Regions from separate parts of the Mus musculus genome. Here regions 1, 2 and 4 are each linked to region 3. The links are chromatin contacts, called in public promoter capture Hi-C maps. All regions are on one chromosome and are shown on one strand. Each heading gives the region's core, a stretch centred on a gene start, on an enhancer-like site or on the middle of the called end of the contact. The rest is flanking DNA. Distances are from core to core; before and after follow the strand shown. Region 1 holds the start of Fbxw9 (F-box and WD-40 domain protein 9). Region 2 holds the start of Hook2 (hook microtubule tethering protein 2). Region 3 holds the start of Prkaca (protein kinase, cAMP dependent, catalytic, alpha). Region 4 holds the start of Tnpo2 (transportin 2 (importin 3, karyopherin beta 2b)).

Region 1 (3,247 bases), core at 254-2,753, 1.1 Mb before region 3:
CAGTGGTTAAAACTTCTAACTACCCAAGCAGTGGTGGCGCACGCCTTTAGTCCCAGCACTTGGGAGGCAGAGACAGGCGGAGTTCTGAGTTTGAGGCCAGCCTGGTCTACAGAGTGAGTTCCAGGACAGCCAGGGCTACACAGAGAAACCCTGTCTCAAAAAACAAAAAATTAAAAATTAAAAAAAAATCCTTCTAACTATAAACCAGGAAGCCACATCAAGACACAGAAGCCAAGGGGTGGGAAATATGGCTCGGCAGTAGAGAACTTACCTAAGTTATCCCTAGTCGCTCTTCCTGCCCCCTCCCAAGTCAGAATCTAAACCTCAGGTCAGCCATTCAATGGTCTGGAGGAGGTCCAAGCACCTGTTTTATCAAAGCTGTTTGTAAATCTGACTCGGGGTTGGAGGGCAACTCCCTAATGCAGAAGAATCAAACTCTTCCAGATTAGAGGAATCAAGAGCCTGAGAACCTAGCAATATCAGAACCAGGAACATGTCCGAGACATGCTGAGGATGGGACACGTCATAAAGCATTTACCTAGCATAGCCAAAGCCCTGAGTTCTGTCCTTAAAAGCAACAGCAAAAACTCAAAATCATCGATTTCAAGTTGTCTCTTCCTCCAGAAACCAATGACCTCAAGGGCAGAAGGAACAACACAGCTCTGCAAAGATGACAAGGCTAGCCCAAACACTTGTAAGGCTAAGGAGCTACATGAGAACCTGCCCCAAAATAATAAAATAAAATAGAAAAGGTGACAGGCTAGACCTAGAACTGAAAGATTACTGGTATTAATGATCCCAATCGGGAGTCTAGAAATTCAGAACCTCTTAACGAATCCTGGATCAACACTCCATGGGTCAAAGGCTTTGTTATGCTAGTTGCTGCTTGTGCCTCAAGTTGTTTCCAAAGCTTGGGAATTCTTGGGCTAGGGCCTTTGTGCTAACAAAGCGCAAACCCGGAAATCTTTGGATTTTAAGTTTAGAAATCCCAGGTCCAGAGCACTTCCTGAGGAAACCAAGTGGCCTTGTGGTCGACAAGGATTAGGCAGCACCCCAAAATTCCTGTCTCCCAAGGATGTGCATACCTTCCACCACTGGGTAGGGTGCGCGTACGCGGCGCTGAGCGCGTAGCCTCCAGGTGACACGATCACGCACGAGGTCGTGCAACGCTTGGCACACGCACGGCAGGACTTGAAGCACGACTCGCGCATCCAGGTAGGCACAGATCTCCAGCAGCAGCTCCGGGGGAAGGCTCAAGAGGCCCGGTAGGCGCACGGCCGGGACTTTGGAGGCGGCCTTTCGCTCCGGCACGCCTAGGGACGCGGAGAACATGGACTGCAGTGACGAGCGCCGCGGGGTCAGGCCAAGCTTGGGAGGGGTAAGCACACGGGCTACGTAGGCCTCAGCTTGAGTGTCAGGGTCGGGATCTGGCTCGGGGTCAGATTCCTCCTCACAAGAGCGAGGATCCCCACTCCGCCCTGAGGAAAGATCCATGGCGCCCGGGTGGGCGCGGCTGTACAGGTTTAGCCAGAGCCGCGTCTTGTTTCCTAGGCAGCGCGAGATCACTTCCGGCGCCCATTAGATGACGTCAGAGACTAACACCTGCCAGATATTGCTTGGAAATCAGACGTCTAGTCCTGTGCGGGTGTGAATGGTTTTTTTTTTTTTTTTTTTTTTTTGGTTTTTCGAGACAGGGTTTCTCTGTATAGCCCTGGCTGTCCTGGAATTCACTTTGTAGGCCAGGCTGGCCTCGAACTCAGAAATCCACCTGCCTCTGCCTCCCGAGTGCTGGGATTAAAGGCGTGCACCACCACGCCCGGCGTTTATCTTTTATTTCTACTCCTTTTTTTTTTTTTTTTTTAAGGCAGGGTTTCTCTGTATAGCCCTGGCTGTCTTGGAACTCACTTTGTAGACCAGGCTGGCCTCGAACTCAGAAATCCACCTGCCTCTGCCTCCCGAGTACTGGGATTAAAGGCATGTGCCACCACCACCCAGCTAAATAATTCTTAAAAAAAAAAAATGGTCACTGGGTCCTCAACCCGGGCAGTGGGCACGCCTTTAATCCGGCTTCTACTCTTATATTTGGAATCCCCTGAAGCTAGGTTTACAGGTCGGCAATCACCTCTTGTGGATGCTAGAAACCCAATTTTCATCTTCTCCAAGACCAACTGCTTTGTTTTAGACAAGTAATCCAGGATGGCCTCTAATTCGGTGGGTGACCTGCCTCTGCTCTCTCTGTTGAAATGAAAGGCACCTATCTCGCTCACTTAAAGTGCTCTTAAGCCATGGGCCATCGACCGTTTCAGCCCTGGAGTTTATGCTTTGTACGCATTTGGAGGCCTGAGGTTGAGATGGTTGGAGGCCTTCTTCAATCTCCATCTTAGTTTATTGTCCTAAATTTTGTGTGTGCTCCCGTGCACCACAGGTCACATGTATCAGAGCAACTCTGTGGAGTCACTTCTCCATCACCTTTACATAGGTTCTGGAATCAAATTAAGGTAAACAGGCAGCAAACATCTTTATGTGCTGAGCCAACTCTCACAGCAGGCATCTTATATCTTGAAACAGCTATTGACTAATGACTTTTAGCTAGACTGGCTGGCCAGCCAGTGAGCCTCAGGAAGCCTTCTGTCTCTGTTCACCAGGAGTTGCTCTCCTGTGCCCAACACTGATGTGGGCAATCCTAATTTAGGTCTTCAACTTTGCATGGCTTCAACAGTTAAGCTCCACGCCTAAGTTTATTTTGGGGTCAAATGACCATTGTCTAGGAACTCTGATTCAATTTCAAATAGGTCAGGCAAAACTGTGGGCAATAAATGGTTAAGGACTAAAGGTAGTAGGCCAGGATAATTTCACATAGACGAGTCACAGCTCCCCACAATCAGTCCTGTCCAGGTATAATCTTTCTTTTTAATTGATTTTAAGGGTATCACTATGTAGCCTTATCTTGATCTCTATATAAACCTGGTCACTATATAGGCAGGGCTAGCCCTTGAACCCTAAATGCTTCCAAATGCTGAGATTAAAGATATGAACAGACACACCCGGCATAAAAGGCTTTTCTTCTGACAATTTTACCCTGGTTTTGATTTCATCCTGCTTCCATCTTCTATTAGCTAATATAATCATATGGTCTCATTTGGCACTTTTTTGGTTTTCCAAAACAGGGATTCTCAGTGTAGCCCTGGCTATCCTGAAACTCACACTCTGCAGAGGGAGGTTTTTTTTTTTTTAAGATTTATTTATT
Region 2 (3,210 bases), core at 70-2,569, 1.0 Mb before region 3:
CTTGCTAAGTACTGGGACTCCATGTGTGCCACATGGTCTGGCTACCCCTGCCCATCCCCCCTCCCACCCCCCACCCAGCATACCCTGCTACTTGGGATTGAACTCAGGACCTTGTGTAGGGTGAGCAAATTCTCTTTTGCCAACTATATCCCTGGCCTTTTAAAGGTTTTGAGACGGGATGATGGATGGTTTACCACCCTCCTGTATTAACACACCACCATAGCTGGGATTACAAGCATTTGCCAGCACACCTCTTGGAAGTTAACATGTGTTGTGTGTGTGCTTTTGCCCACATCATAAGAATGGTGGCAAGTTTTTTTGTCCTATTGTGGGTGCTCAATATAAACAAAAATAGCTTGCTGATCACCAGACATCTGGCTCTCTTCCTGACAAGACTGCCTGTCCATCGCACAGGACATGTATCTAGCTTTCCCTTTGCCTTCACCTCCTTAAGTCCTCTAGTTATTCCCTAGTCATGAGTCCACCTGTCACCTTCAACCTCCAGCTGGGGCTTGAGTCCTCTGAGATGCCCTGGAGCCATTCGTTGTTGAACCAGGAAGGGTCTCTAGGGGCAGAAAGATGGGATGAGCAGGCTGGGGAGCCCTTCAGGATCCTCCCACTCAGCCGCCACACTCACATCTGATTCAGCACATGGGCTATGGCGAGTCCGCTGCTCAGGTCCTGGGGACTGGCACAGGGGGGTGAAACTTGGAACGTCTGCAACTAAAGGGGGAAGACGGAAGGGCAACAGGAAAATTGAGGACCTGGAATTGCAGACTTTTTCCCCAGCCATCAGACATTTCACGGGGTTAGAAAGGCATTAGCCTGTAGCACCAACATATCACATCTTCGGGGGCGTGACTTCTACACGCCTAGGCAAGGACGGGGCGTGGCTTCATTTTACCTATCCTGGCAAACCCTGCAAACCTAGGTCAGGGCGTTACCACCAGTCACCTGGTCCCCACTGCTAACATGTGACCAGGCCTGTGCCCTCCAGAGGGGCGTGGCCTCACCTGGTCTTTTCGCTCAGGCCTGCCCACGTGACAGACGCAGGTGGTCAGGTCAGAGTCCAACGGCCCAGCAAGCCTACGATCTATTCCTCCTTCCAGGTCCAAAACCGAGGAAAGAAGACCAAGACAGGACGAGAGGAGAGGGCGCACACCTGACCCAGCCCCGCCCCCCGACCTACCCAGGTGAGCAGAGACCCGCATAGCTCGGCCTTGTCCACACTCATGGCTCCGGATCGAATTCGATCCGGGCCAAGGAGCCCCGGCACGCAGCAGCAGCCTCCGGGTCCGCCACCAGCGAGCGCCCGAAGCCCAGACCTCCCGCTCGGCCTAGAGCGCCGCCCCGCTCCACCCCGCCCCCTAGCCATAGGCTCCGCCCCAGACACGTGATCTCCCATTGCAAACACTTGCCTCGCCATCTTAGATGCGGGACATAGGCAAGTGCACATTCTGCCGCTAGGTGTCAGTCTGGCTCAGTCCTGCTGCTGGTGACCTCCACTCCTCGCGGCTTCTCTTTATGTAGTGGAGTGGTCCTCAAGATCCTTTTAAGGCGGATCTACCGCACCCAGTTTCACAGGCACTTTAATGGTTCCCCCCCAAAGCTGAAAGAAATCCTCCGGTTTAGCCGCGTTATGATCTGAGCCTTTCTTAATGTGGGCGCAGAGAATAATTATAAATCCTGTAGTCGTGGAGTGAGAGGATCTTAAAAGCGTCTTCCCCAGAGAAGTGATTCTGGCTGGAGTCCTTCTGAAAACTCGGGTATGGTTGGGAGCAGGAAGGGTCAAGTATGTCCTGAGTAAAGGACATAGCACTTGCCCAGCCCGGGGTCTCTTTCCTGCGAGCTACTCTGCTCCTTCCCGGCCCCGGGTGCTTTGAGCACCTTCCTGCCCTAAAAAACACTCGACCTGGCCAAAGCTGCGGGTGATCTGAAGCCCACCAGGGGGCGCGCAGAACGTAGGAACGCATCCTTCTGGGAAAAGGGTGCGTCCACCGGTTGAGCCGGTTTAGGGGAGCGCAGAGAGCTTAGAATTTTTTGACAATAAAGTCTCAAGACATCATTTGTGGAGTGCTTACTGTTTTCAGACTTTACAATAAGCTATATATCTACAGACAATTGAATGTTTTCCACGACCCTAGGAGACAAGGGCTACTTTAATTCCCAGGTTTTGTTTCTTAATTTTAGAAACTGTATTATTTAATTTTTTTATTTAATTTTTTTTTAATCCGCCGCTTTGCAAATGAGTAAACAGCGGCTACAAAGTACACGGGCTTTGACGCCAGGGGTAAAGCCCAGACCACGCCCTTTGACCCCTGGGTCCACTAGTAGCCCCTCCCCTCTCTGGCGGGTGGGGTAATGTGCTGTAATTAGAGGCTATTAAATGTGCCCAGAGGGAGGAGTGGAGCCGGCTCTGCTTTGGGGCGGGTTCAGTTCGGAGGGGGATAATGTTCTGCTTCCATCCAGGCAATGAGCCGGGATCCAGTCCAGCGACCCTGTCCTGGTTGGGTGAGCCCAGCGACATCAGCCACCCGCCCTCTATCTTACTAGAGTTGTTAATCTACTACAGACACTCGGTTGCAACCCACTCAAACTCTCAGCTGCACACACCAGAGAGCCTTGGAGGCTGATTCACACTTCCACAGACCCTCACGCCTTGTTTTCCTGATTCCAGTCCCTGAGACCCTGTGGAAAGGTATAGAAGGGAGTGTGCTTCCAGACTGGACTGGGCATGGGGCCTGCCAACTGGCTCCCCCATCCCACATCCACCAGAGTTGATGCCCCACAGTGGAAACAAAGCTGTGCTGTCCTACACACAAACACACTGTTACCAGGAACCATGATTGTTAAAAGAATGTGTGACATTCTGGGACACAAAAATTTAGGGTGAAGGTTGCATTGCAGGGATTTTGAAGTTTAGGAGAAATCTGAGAATCCAGGTCTGGGAAGTGACTTAAGGTGTCCCAGCGTTGGTGTGATATCACAGGTGTCCAGATGTTCAAGAAGTCAAGATTTAAATGAAACTGGGAGGCAGAGGCAGGCAGATCTCTGAGTTTGAGGCCAGCCTGATCTACAGAGAGAATTCCAGGACATCCAGGGCTACACACAGACCCTGTCTCAAAAAAAAACAAACAAACAAACAAAAAAACCAAAAACCCAAAACAAAAAGATTTAAATGAAGCTTAGGAGCTGAGTATGACGGTGCTC
Region 3 (3,080 bases), core at 127-2,626:
GGGGGGGTGTGTGTATGTGTGTGTGGATATACCTCCCTCTGGGTGAGCCCTCGGTATGCACAGAATCCATCTGTCTTAAGCAAACCAAATCATTAGCTGTCACCTATTGCTGGATGGCGTTACCCCAATGCGCGCAATTCTTCTGACCATCCCCATTCAGTGGAATGAGCCTTTGCTATTCATTTCATCCGCAGTTTCAAACCAGCCCCAGGGGCTGGGTGAACGACAGAACCGCAGTTGTGAAACGACCATTTATTGAGGGGCCTTCTAAGGAACCCAGACCTCAGGGTAGGCCAGGAGGGTGCTCTGCCGCTTTACCTCACCCGCAACCCAAGAAAAAGGACAGACGTAATGGCTCTGAGCAAGACCAGCTCCAACTTGGATAAGGAAGCGCAGAAGCAGCTCTCTAGGTTCATAAACAGTCTGCCACCCCAGCCAGGGCCAGACGAATGCACGGAGGAGGTGGAGTGACAGGATGAGAGGGGCAGAGGGACCCAGAAAGATCTTGTCCCCCATGCCAAGTGACACAGAAGGGAAAAACAATGCAGGAGGTGGCCCCGGGAAATGCTCATGGGGGTGGGGGTGGCTTGGAGGTGGGAGCTGTGATGAGGTGAATCGGGCAGGGGTAGGAGAAAGATGGCGGGGGCTGGAGGGGGAGGGGTGTGGTCACCAAGTGGCCAAGGTCCCTGCAGCGTGGACCCCACAGCACTCCCGAAACTGGCAGGAGCCTGGATCAGGGTCAGGCATTGGGGCGCTGTGTGGGAAAGGTAAGTGACGAAGTGGGAGGGGGTATAGAATCTGGAGAAAGGGACTAGGAGAAGAGGGGTTGGTGTGGTGACAGGGCCTCATCTGGGGCCCCGGCGGTCATACATGCAATGGTTGGCAGTGACAGCTGGGTGGGGGGGCACGGCCTTTGCAGTGGGGGATGGTAGGCCATGGGCACCAGGCCCTACTGGGGGCAAAGTATCTCTGCGGTGATCCGACCCCAACGTGAACAGGCAGCAGGCAGGGGTGCAGGCAGACAAGATTGGGGGGGCATATGGGGGAGGGGCCATGCAGTGATGGGCATTGCGCGGGCAGGCCGCACGCAGTGAAGATCAGGGTGACGGCCGGGCACTCACCGCTCTCCTGCTCGCTGCCCTTCTTGGCGGCGGCGGCGTTGCCCATCGCGGCGGCGTCGCGGCCGGGGCCAGTCCCGGAGCTGCGACGCGGCGGGTGCTAAGGTGGCCGGCGGCCCCGGAGCGCGCTGGGCAGCGGAGGCGGCGGCCCCTGGGGCTGGCTGCGCTGGCTGCGGCGCCACGACCCCCGCCCAGCCCCTGCTTCCCGCGTCTCTCTGCGCCCGCCCGCGGGGGAGCCTCAGCCCAAGTCCTCTGTCCGTGACGCCCCCGCAGCCCACCGCCCATTGGTTCAGGCCTCCCTGACTGACAGCCCTACGCCGCTGTCCATTGGCCCTCCGGAACCCTCCCGCGCCACCATAGGCTCCTGGATGAGTGACGCGAGTTGCAGACTCTCCGCCACTCACGGGCTCGTGAGGCCGCAGTCGGGCGGGCGAACGCACGTGATTGGCCGAGAAGCCCGAGAGGGCTTGGGGCTGCCCCTGCGAAGCCGTCGATTGGCGGAGACAGGCGGCCCCGGCTAGTGTCAGTCCCGGGGTGAGAGGGCGGGGCAGCGGCTCAGGCTGCGGCCCGGGCAGCGGGCGGGGCGGAGGCTGCGGCGGCTGGAGGGTGGCTGGGTGGCAGGCGCTGCGAGGTGCGGGAGGCGGCCCGGCGGACGCCCGTGCGGCAATGTGCGCGCTGCAGTCTCCCGCCCCTGCCCAGTGCGGCAGCGGCCACGGGCCAGAGGTTGACGCCACGGCGGGCCGGCGCAGCGGCTGTCCACCTGCCAGGGGGGGAGGGGCGGGCTGGCGCCGAGGGTCAAGGGTCGCCGGGCGCCGTTCGGTGTCATTCATAAGGAGGCCCGACACTGGGCAGCCGTGACCCAACTAGCTCGGGGTCCGCTTTGGTTTGCTCGCGACACAACTGGAGCTGCAAGGGGATGTTGGACCCAGAACTGAGGGCGTGCTGGGAGGAGACTCAGAGTATCTACACTCTTTGCTAAGGCTCAACCCTAGGCCCCTGAAAAGTAGTAACTACGGACGCCAGCCAAGTGCATTACTTCTTGTACCTTGCACGTTGGGCCTGCCATACTCCCATTTTATGGAGGCTCGGTCAGGCTAGTTCCTTGCTCTTAACTAATCTCCATTGCCTAGACATGACCAACATAACCTGCCCCTTTTGGGCAGGAAGAGAGCCGTTCTCCTTCCTTCTGGATGCTCATCTTTAAATTTTGTTTTTATGCAATGCTGGGGATTGAACACGATGCATACTCCCTGCGAAGTAAGCATTGTACCACTGAACTAGAACCTCACTCGGTGTTCTTTCAAGTCTGCACTGTCAGAACGTGGTCAGTTTCCCACCTTGCCACTGACACCAGGGGCCTGAGCACTCTGCTGGAGGGTCTCCTGCACACTAGGTTGATATCAGAACCCCACCCTCACACTCTGGATGCTGGTACTCTTCCATCTGTCTGCTGCCTGGGACAACACAAACATCTCCAGATACTGCTAAATGTACTCTTGGAAACAAATTATCCCTACCCTCACCAGAGCTCTGTAATAGAGGGTGGCCAGGGTGGACGGTGCTGGGTGGACGGTGCTGAGTGGACGATGAGCTACCTCTCCTGGACTCCAAAGGGTAGTTGACTCTGAGGTACATATACCTATAGACTCACTGCTCAACAATGCACAACCAGCTTCTAAGCCAATAACTATATGTACTCCTGCTACTAGGTCAGCTGCAGTCCCCGAGGGGGAAAGTACCCTGCCAGAAAGTACGGTTCCTCTGGATTATGCGAGTTGGCTGAACAGACAAATACTCCATCTCTGATTTGGGGAGTTTTGCCACAGCTAAGTGAAATTATCTAAATTGTGGCTCTGTGTGTCCTTGGGTCACAATGTTGCTCTATGCCTGTGGGTCAAGGTCAGAGTGAGAAAAAAATCACTGGCCGCCATCTATTGAACAGCTGGCATACTTAAGCTTGGA
Region 4 (3,107 bases), core at 166-2,665, 1.1 Mb before region 3:
AGGCAGAGGCGGCTGCATGCAGACGCAAGCGCTCTCCGCCGAGAAGCGGAGGCCTCCAATCCGCGCCTGTCCAAGTGCGGGGTCCCCGCCAGCTAAGCCATCCTCGGCCACGCAGTCGCGGGCTCGGGAGTGCGAGTGGGGGGAATATAAAAGCGGGCCATCAGGACCAGCGGCGGGGGCGCGACGGATCCACATCGAGCCTAACGAGGAACCCTCTTTCCAAAGCGATCCACGCCACCGCCGCCCCCGGTTACGGGCCTCACGGCTTCCGCCTCCCTCCAGGGCGAGGGGCCCCGCCCCAGCGGTCTTTCAGGTGAAGGCTCAGTCCACGAGGATTCCCTTCCCCAAAATCCAGCCTTCCAGCTCCACTAGATGCCAGCCGCCTCCTAGATTTCTGAGCTCCTCTAGGTCCCTAAGCGCCCAGATCTTGCTCATCCCTGCTCCCTCTTCTAAACCGGCTCTACAAGCTCAGTAGACGCCACATGGCCCCCTTTCTGACCTAGACGCGGCCCTGTGACCCTCCTTAACCAGAATACAAGCAATACCCGATAGGTTTCCAATGTCTCTTTGAATGAGAGCCAGTCAGAATCACCCAACCCACGACCAAAGCCCCCAATGCCCGCTGCCTGCCCCCAATCAGATCTGGCCAAGCTTCTCTAGCTCTTACCCTCCGCCCCAGTCAGCAGGAATTAATGCTGACGGACCTCTGGCAGCTCCCCCAATCAAATTCCCCTAAGCCCCCTCCCACCCCCTCACCCCCGATCACTTCACGTCGGAGACCCCATCCGTCCAATCCCTGCAGCTTCCCTTACAGAGTCCCGCACAAACACCCGCCCGGTGCGCTACCCTCAACGGATCCCACCACCGCCTCGCAGCCAGACTCAGCAAAGCCCTCTGGTCTCAAGTCTGACGCCCCTCCCTATTAGGACTAAACAACCTTCCCCTCTCAACTTTCAAGGCTGTCTCCCCCGAATCAGACCCAACCAAGCCCCGCCGAAACAGATCCCCACACACACCCGATCCACGCGACGTCCCCCGACGATTCCCCCAATCAGCGCCCCTCCAGCCCGACCCCAGCCGCCCCACTGGCCCGCATCTCGTGGCACCCGAACCTGCCCGGGCGCCGAGGCCCCACCCCTTGAGATCAGATCAGCTCCCCCTCCCCCGCCCGGCCCGTTCTGCCGGCCTCGAGAGCTGGCCCAACCCGGTACCCCGCCTCTCAGCCGGGCGCGACCCCGACGCCTGGGCGGCGCGCGGCGCAGGCCCAGAACCCAGGGAGGTTCGAGGCGAGCTGAAGCCAAGGGGCCCCGGCCGAGCGAGGCCCACCTACCAGGCCCCGGGAGGCAGCGGCGGCGCCTAAGTGCTGCAGCTTCTCCAGAGGCTCGCGCGGAAGGAGGGAGCCAGAGGCAGGGAATTAAAAAAAAAAAAAAAAAAAAAAAATTAAACGCGGCCGAAATGAACAATTTCGGCTTCCGTACGCCGTTCAAACTGGCCTACCAAAGCCAATCGGAGAGCGAAGCACTCACACGTGATCTGGCACAGAGTGGCCCTGGCCAAGTTGAGTCACGTGAGAGAATAAGTACCGCCTCTAGGCCTCTCTTGCCATTAGGTCCTCCCAGCGTCTCGTTTCCTTTTCCTTACTGCAGCTTTCTTCTTTCTTCTTTAACGTATATTGGTATTTTTGTCTGAACCATGTGCGCGCAGTGCCGTGGGGATCAGAAGATTGCATTGGATGCCTGTGAAGCTGGTGGTGGTGAGCCATGTGGATGCTGAAATCAAACCTGGGTCCTCTACGAGAGCCCACAGTACTCTTAACTGGCCCCAGCCCCACTGAGTTGCAGATTTTGCTGGAGCTAGAAATTTAGTAGTGCATGGGTGTTTTCGGTGTGTAATGGACCTAGGAATCCTTCAACTACAGCTAACCGTGTCCTTACTACAACTCCCTAAAATTTAAACTGTTCCGCAGTCCGGCGTGCCTCAGAACTGGATTGGGAGGGAGGGAGGGCAGGGATAGGGAATAAGGCAACAGTAGACCCCTCTGGTGCCAGGAAAGCTACATCACAAAACCCTTTGATCAAAAATAAGTTAAAATGAAGCCGGGCAGTGGCGGCGCACCCCTTTAACCCCAGCACTCCCTGATCTATGGAACTGGTTCCAGGACAGCCAAGGCTACACAGAGAAACTGGGGGAGGGGGTTAAAATGTAACTTTCTCTTTCGCTCCCCTAAACAGCACTACACCGACGTAAAGAGCAGGGCAGGCAGCTGGCGGTGCTGGATTTTACTAGAGCAACTGTCCTGTTATTGTTCAATGCTGTTTAAACACTTTTTACATGGGACTGAAAAATAACACGTGGCCATTTTTTGTTCTGTTTTTCGTGACAGGGTTTCTCTGTGTAGCTCTGGCTGTCCTGGAACTCAATCTGTAGTCCAGGCTGTCCTCGAACTGAGAATCCGCCAGCCTCTGCCTCCCAAGTGCTGGGATTCAAGGCATGCGCCACCGGATTTATGTTTGTTTTGCCTGCATTTATGTCTGCATCACGTTTCTGACGAGACAGTCAGGTGTTGAATCTCCTGGAACTAGAGCTACAAGACAGTTGTGAGCTGCCATATACGATTGCTGGCACTCAAAACCAGGGTCCTGTAGCAAAGCAACAAGTGCACTTAATCGCTGAGTCATCTTATTCAGCCCCTGGCAATAACTTCTAAAATAAAACAAGGCAGCTAAATTCGATCAGAAGACCTAATCCCTTAACCTACCTTAAAAGTGAGATGAGGATTGCCCAGAGCAATTTAGGCAAGAGCCAGGTCATGAATGCTTCTGCCGTTTGAATTCAGTAGTTTTTCCTTTTCAGCCGTACACCATTATAGAATTGGAGACCCTGGTGCTTTCTTCTACCCCCTTCCCGTCTCCATCCCCTCCTAGTCCTACCGCCGATAAGGGATTCACTCTTCAGCCGCACCTCTATCTCAGTGGATATAGCATAATTTGCTCCGTTAGAGATGATCCATCCAAATTATGCTTACCTGACCTTAAGCTTATTGAGCAATAATGATTCAAATCATAAATTATTTGAAAATGTAGCTCTAAGCACAGCTCCCCAGTTGA

What was found. Promoter capture Hi-C pulls out the DNA fragments that hold promoters and counts their contacts.
Region 1: a promoter capture Hi-C map of neutrophils shows a contact between it and region 3, with 3 times the contacts expected there. The contact joins the promoter of Fbxw9 here to the promoter of Prkaca in region 3. A contact is called at or near these places in 3 of 39 promoter capture datasets (hematopoietic stem and progenitor cells, neutrophils and pre-B cells).
Region 2: a contact with region 3 is called in a promoter capture Hi-C map of neutrophils, with 2.9 times the contacts expected there. The contact joins the promoter of Hook2 here to the promoter of Prkaca in region 3. A contact is called at or near these places in 7 of 39 promoter capture datasets (the 3T3-L1 cell line, cranial neural crest, fetal liver and 4 more) and 1 of 115 datasets of contacts at active chromatin or transcription factors (bone marrow-derived macrophages).
Region 4: a promoter capture Hi-C map of liver shows a contact between it and region 3, with 4 times the contacts expected there. The contact joins the promoter of Tnpo2 here to the promoter of Prkaca in region 3. A contact is called at or near these places in 7 of 39 promoter capture datasets (the C10 cell line, cranial neural crest, frontonasal cranial neural crest and 3 more), 1 of 484 Hi-C or Micro-C datasets (B cells) and 1 of 115 datasets of contacts at active chromatin or transcription factors (embryonic forebrain).

Annotation. Positions count from the first base shown.
Region 1 is chr8:85,058,375-85,061,621 of GRCm38.p6, reverse strand. It overlaps Fbxw9 (F-box and WD-40 domain protein 9), which reads right to left and starts at 1,503. Exons shown (of 10, transcript NM_026791.2): 1 at 1,086-1,503. The coding sequence starts at 1,494. A230103J11Rik (RIKEN cDNA A230103J11 gene) reads left to right here and starts at 1,162. Exons shown (of 4, transcript NR_110582.1): 1 at 1,162-1,215.
Region 2 is chr8:84,988,732-84,991,941 of GRCm38.p6, reverse strand. Hook2 (hook microtubule tethering protein 2) reads right to left here and starts at 1,319. Exons shown (of 21, transcript NM_001372357.1): 1 at 1,190-1,319; 2 at 638-723; 3 at 493-565. The coding sequence starts at 1,234.
Region 3 is chr8:83,971,274-83,974,353 of GRCm38.p6, reverse strand. Prkaca (protein kinase, cAMP dependent, catalytic, alpha) reads right to left here and starts at 1,376. Exons shown (of 10, transcript NM_008854.5): 1 at 1,122-1,376. The coding sequence starts at 1,167.
Region 4 is chr8:85,035,201-85,038,307 of GRCm38.p6, reverse strand. It overlaps Tnpo2 (transportin 2 (importin 3, karyopherin beta 2b)), which reads right to left and starts at 1,415. Exons shown (of 25, transcript NM_001364032.1): 1 at 1,331-1,415.